2 separate regions of the Sus scrofa genome follow, and region 2 is linked to region 1. A link is a contact called in public Hi-C data. All regions are on one chromosome and are shown on one strand. Each heading gives the region's core, a stretch centred on a gene start, on an enhancer-like site or on the middle of the called end of the contact. The rest is flanking DNA. Distances are from core to core; before and after follow the strand shown. Region 1 overlaps DUPD1 (dual specificity phosphatase DUPD1). Region 2 holds the start of VDAC2 (voltage dependent anion channel 2).

Region 1 (2,700 bases), core at 31-2,530:
TGTTGCCACAAGCTGTGGTGTAGATCATAGATGCAGCTCAGATCTGTCCTTGCTGTAGCTGTGGTGTAGGCCAGCAGCTACAGCTCAAATTTGACCCCCAGCCTGGGAACCTCCATATGCCATGGGTATGGCCCTAAATAGCCAAAAACAAAAACAAAAAAAAAAAAAAAAAAGAATTTTGGAAAAGTTGTATCTACCACTGAAATTGATAATTTCGCAGTACTTTTCAGATTTTCCTGTTAAGAGCAGCGGTGGTATTAACAAATATATTTTTTGATAATGTACAATGCAGCACGTCAACTTTGGGAAGATCTGTATAACTTAGTGAACCAATGCTTTCCACATGACAGTGTGAGATATTACAAAATCATATATGGGTAAAAAAATCCATTCAAAGTGCAAGGCAGACCGATGGATTTTTATGTAACAGAGTATAAAGTTTACTGATATGTTTTCAGATTTCACATAACAAAAGTTGTTAAGCTTTGGTGTGGTATCAAAGAAGAAGAGCTACAATCATCTAAAAAGACTATTAAAATATCCCTCCCTTCTCCAGCTACATATCTGAGTAAGACTGGATTTTCTTCATATACGTCCACCAAAACAACAGATCACAACAGGTTGAATGCAGATGTAAGAATCCACCTGGATTCTCATAAGCCTAACATCAAAGAGATTTGCAAAGATGTAAAATAATGCCATGCCGCTCTGTAGCTTTATTTTGGAAAATATAATTTTTCATAAAAACCTGTATGTTAGTATGCAGTGGGTTTACTTTATTATTTTTAAATGAATCCATATTTTCAATTTTTTGAGTTATTTCTGATAGAGTAAATATTGACAGAGCAGACCTACATAAATAAAAGCTCTTTGAAGCTTTCAATAGGTTATAGGAGTGTAAAAGCGATCTGAGACCATAAAGTGTGAGAACTGGAGATCTAAAAGAATCTCCACAAGAAAAAGCTCCCTTTGGCCACTATCATGGCAACAGCTGGACCAAATGAGAAGCCACCATGAGAAGCAGCGTTCCATCCCTCGGGTGTCCATTAGATGGCGCTCTAGAACTCACATAGATAACGTCACCCTTAATATACTCTTCAAGGTTTCAGTATGCTCACTCCTGATTACAGATGAAGAAACAGGCTCAGAGAAGTGAAATGATTTGCCAGAGGTCACCCGGAAAGTTGGTACCATTGCTGGAAATAGTTCAAAGCAGCTGGTTACAGAGGCCCTATTGTGTGCTGGCAACATGCCATTGTGCTCTGGGAACAGGCTAAGTAAGGAGATCTGCTTCTCTGGCTGTCCCCAGCACTACCACTGCTGCTATCCCAGTGGTTTCCTCTCCTGTGGCAGTGGGGTCCCTTTGCTGGGGACAAGCTGGCTGGAGCAGCCTCAGCTGTGTGACCCCAGTACTGTCCCTGTTCCTGAATCTCAGGCCCAAGGCCTGGAAGGATTAGAAAGGAGACACTCATGAAGGTCGCTGGGTTGGTGGAGCAATTTGGTAAACACTTCTGAGTGCATGTGGTGACCTTGTCTCCCTCTCCCTCCCACCCCTTCCTCACAGGACCAAGCCCAGAACCGGGTGACGGTTAACAGCCACAGCAACAGGAGAAATCCAAGAGGGTCGAACACCAGGCACCGGGATTCTGGCCGCCCACCCTCCCCCAAGGTGAGGACCCCACGGATGGCCTGTCCACACACATAGAGCTGACACAGAAGGTGCCGCATAGAGAGCTATTAAGTATCACGATTTGTCTTCATGAATCTCCACAAGCTAACCAGGCTGGCATCCAGTCCCCATTGCTGAGATACAAGAGTGTGGCCACCCCACCTTTTTTTTTTTTTTTTTTCTTTTTAGTGCCGTACCCACAGCATATGGAAGTTCCCAGGCTAGGGTTCGAATTGGAGCTACAGCTACTGGCCACAGCCACAGCAATGCAGGATCTGAGCCACATCTGCAACCTACACCACAGCTCACAGCAACGCCGGATCCTTAACCCACTGAGCGAGGCCAGGGATTGAATCCACATCCTCATGGATCCTAGTTGAGTTTGTTAACCACTGAGCCATGAAGGGAACTCCCACCCCTACCTTCTCCTTGGGCAGCTTGGCCAGAAAGGCCAGAGGGTGAGGAGCAGGGCCAGCTTCCTGGGTGCTGGGTGGGGCTCGGGGGGTGCTGGCCCAGCTCTCCTGGGCATGGCTACCTCCTGGAGTGGAATGTTTACCTCTGGCATTCTGATCCCCACACACCGTTCCAGAGGCTGCCTGGCCCCTTGCCAGCTCTTCTGATAACTAAAGCATTTCTTCCTCCCCTGGCAAAAAGGGTAATTCTTTCTGTCATGACCAAAAACTTAAAACAGACGCAAGCTGTAGTTCATTAAGTCTTCGGGGAGCCTGTAGTCTGTTAAGTGGGGGGGTAGGTGGTGGGCAGGGAAAAGGGAAAGGAGGTGGGAGGCTTCGCTCCTTCTGGCTGAATTTTGCTTTTAAGACAGCAGCGCTAGTGCCGTGGGCTACATGGCTTGCTGGGCCTCCCTGGGGCAGAGGGTTTGTCCCCAGACTCTCAAGGCACTGCTCCCTCTTTGCTCTGTGGCTCTGCTAAGGACCACCCTTTGGGCATTGAATGGTGAGAAACTGCATGGGCTGCCTTTAGCCTGTTCCCAGCATGGCCCACAGCAGAGGAAGCCAGAGGCTCTCTAGGAG
Region 2 (2,700 bases), core at 58-2,557, 160 kb after region 1:
TTAGACCGCTCATTTTTTTCTTGTCCCCTTGGCTTCTTCACTTCCTGCACACCCAGAGAACTGGAGTGCAGCGTTCTAATGCTTGGTCAGCATGATTCCTAAATTTTCTAGCAGGCTTGACTCACCAAGACCGCTCCAGTTTCTCTGTGTGTGTAAAGCAGTCCCACCCCAATCCAGACGAAGGAGGCAGAAAAGGAACCCTAAGGCTTGAGCGGGGGTAGGGTGGAGTAGGGAAAGGCGGGGCACCCCGAGACGTGCTCAAGTTTGTTCAGGGCGGGGCAGCCCAAGAGAGCCTCTCAGGCCGAGCCCCGCCTAGCATGGCGATTACACCATGATGGGAAGCGGGCGAAAGAAGGGAGTGGGCGAGGGGCTGGAGGTACGCCCCAGCGCCCCACTCATTTCTCTCTGAGCCAGGAGAGACACACGGTCTTCCAGAGACGCAAGCACTTGCTCAGGGCAGAAGTGGTATCGCTCAGCAGACTCCTTCCTCTACCGGGGATTGGCTCTGCAGGGCATGTAAGTCACAGCCAAGAAGGGGAGTTGGAGAGATGTACGTGACCTCGGGGAGCGCGGTCGCGCCCAGTCGCGCGCAGTCCCGCTCAGGCACGCGCCCGACGCCCCGCCCCGCCCATATTGAGCGCGCGCGGGGCCTCCACCCCATCCCCCCGCCCTCGCGGTCCCCTCCGGCAGCATCCGTCGTTCCCCGCCCCCTCGTCTCTGGGGCTGTCCTCTTCGCTGCCTGACCTGAGGTCCGGCAACGTCTGTCTTTCTGGCCCCCGCCGAGGGACCGAGGCGCCCTATCCCGGGGGCGGGGGTGCTCTTGGAGCACGTGGCTGTTTTAGAGCAGGTTGGAGTGGGCAGCAGGCGGCGCTGCGGGGACAGGCGCGGCGGGCAGCCCCAGGGGCAGCGGCAGGGTCCTGGCCGGTGGGGGGAGGACAGGGTTGCGGCAGGCGGAACGGTGTCTCCTTCACTTCGCCCTCCAGCCGAGGGAGCTGCAGCCCGACCCTGAAGGAGCCGAACGGTTTCTGCTGCGAGCGAACGGCAGGGGCGCCTCCCCCTCCCCCCAGGAGACCACCAGGTACCGCTGCCCCCGCCTCACTCTGACCCGGGGGCGTAGGCCTGGGCGGCCAAGCAGGATGTCTGAGCCGGACTCTGGGTCGGCCCTGGCTCCCTAAGATGGCCGCGCTGCCCCGCGGCCCCTCTCCCCTCTGTCCCAGACCCCCTTTCTGGCCCCTTGGTTTGCTTCTGACCCCTGCTGACCACACTTTATGTCCCTCCTTCAGATCACCTCATCCGACGGCTTCGCCATGGCGTCCTATGGACAGACCTGCCCACGGCGTAAGTAGAGGGGGATCTCTGCGGGACGGGGCGGCGGTGCCTGGACAGTCGAAGCCTGTCGAACGGAAAACTAGGGCTTCTTTTCCCGTATCTCTCCGAGGACTTGGAAATTTGTCCCTTTTGGTAGTTTCTCCATCGTCTGACTCCTCTAGTTCTGCGGAGGAGGGACTGAGTTGCTGGATTTCGAATAGGGGGACTAGGCCAGGGGAGTTGGTTCATGGTCGCATTCACCTTCAGCTTTTGGATGTGTCTTTAATGGACTCAGAGGAAAAAGTTACTGATACCGGATTTGGTTTTTGGAGGCTTGGATCGGTCACTTTTTTAGAGGAAGTAGTAATCTCCCTTGTGAGTGCACAAGGTCATTACATGTGCTCCTAAGGGCGTGGACGTGCTGTGTAGAATGAATGAGCTAGTGTAACGAGCTCAGATTGCTTGCCCTTAAGCCGCACAGCATTGGCCGAGGATATGTCTAAAGTGCCATCTGATATTTAGTTGATGTAGACACTTGAGTGAAACATAGATGGCTTTTTTTTAAGTTCCGTTAAGTTCCCCAGGTATTATTTACCTTTCTCTTCCCATTCCAGAATATTGGTTTTGGCCTCAGAGAGGATACTAAAGGATGTATTGGGGGAGGGGGTGAGGGACTTGTCTTAGTTTTTTTAATCTCATTTGGTTAAATCAGCCTATTCCAGTGACTTTTGGCAGGTATATTTGAATGTATAGTTATATATGTGTGTATGTGTTTGATTCTTTGTATATTTTGGAAGGAATTTCCCAAGTTTTTTGGCCACTTACTATAGTTATCTGTTTTAGAAATTAGTCTTTGGTGCTGATGTCTCCCTCATGGATCCTAGTAGACTATAGTTTTGTTGTAGCTCCTCGTGGTAATAAAAACAAGTTGGATTGCTTGGATTTAAAGATAGCAGTCTGTTCATAATCTAGTTCTTGAACAGACTGTGGGAGCACAGGGACATTAACATTGGAATGTTTCTTCCCACCAGCAATGTGTATTCCGCCATCATATGCTGACCTTGGCAAAGCTGCCAGAGATATTTTCAACAAAGGATTTGGTAAGAATTGCTTTAAAAATTTTAGATCTGAAGTGGAAAATGTGTGTTTGGATTGCTTAGGGAAATTATTGACTTTAAATTGTAAGTATTTTGCTGCATTCTCTTATTAGTTATATTTAAGATAAGATTTCTATTAAAATAGTACTGTAAAACAATCCAAATTCTATCCCAGTTTCATCTGTTTTTTTCAAACTTGAGTTACAGGAATTTACCTTTAAGAAGAAAAGCAATCATGCTTTCTTTTCTTTGAGATATAGTTTACGCCATGGTTGACTAGAATTGATGATTGTCT

What was found. Hi-C and Micro-C count contacts between places; a contact is called where the count stands out from the background.
Region 2: a Hi-C map of skeletal muscle shows a contact between it and region 1, with 6 times the contacts expected there. The contact joins the promoter of VDAC2 here to the enhancer-like site in region 1. A contact is called at or near these places in 6 of 47 Hi-C or Micro-C datasets (embryonic fibroblasts, fetal skeletal muscle, fibroblasts and 3 more) and 1 of 2 datasets of contacts at active chromatin or transcription factors (skeletal muscle).

What each region holds. Positions count from the first base shown.
Region 1 is chr14:77,605,766-77,608,465 of Sscrofa11.1, forward strand. The region is part of intron 3 of DUPD1 (dual specificity phosphatase DUPD1); the gene reads right to left. LOC110256662 (a long non-coding RNA gene) reads left to right here. Exons shown (of 4, transcript XR_002338519.1): 2 at 1,565-1,669. Among named protein-coding and RNA genes, the nearest start is that of DUPD1, 36 kb to the right of the region's middle. Within about 2 kb of position 1,281, at least 4 of the 83 cell types and tissues checked have an H3K27ac peak or open chromatin away from gene starts, as enhancers often do. A contact at or near this core is called in skeletal muscle, where this site is marked.
Region 2 is chr14:77,766,388-77,769,087 of Sscrofa11.1, forward strand. VDAC2 (voltage dependent anion channel 2) reads left to right here and starts at 1,308. Exons shown (of 9, transcript NM_214369.1): 1 at 1,308-1,338; 2 at 2,340-2,408. The coding sequence starts at 1,308.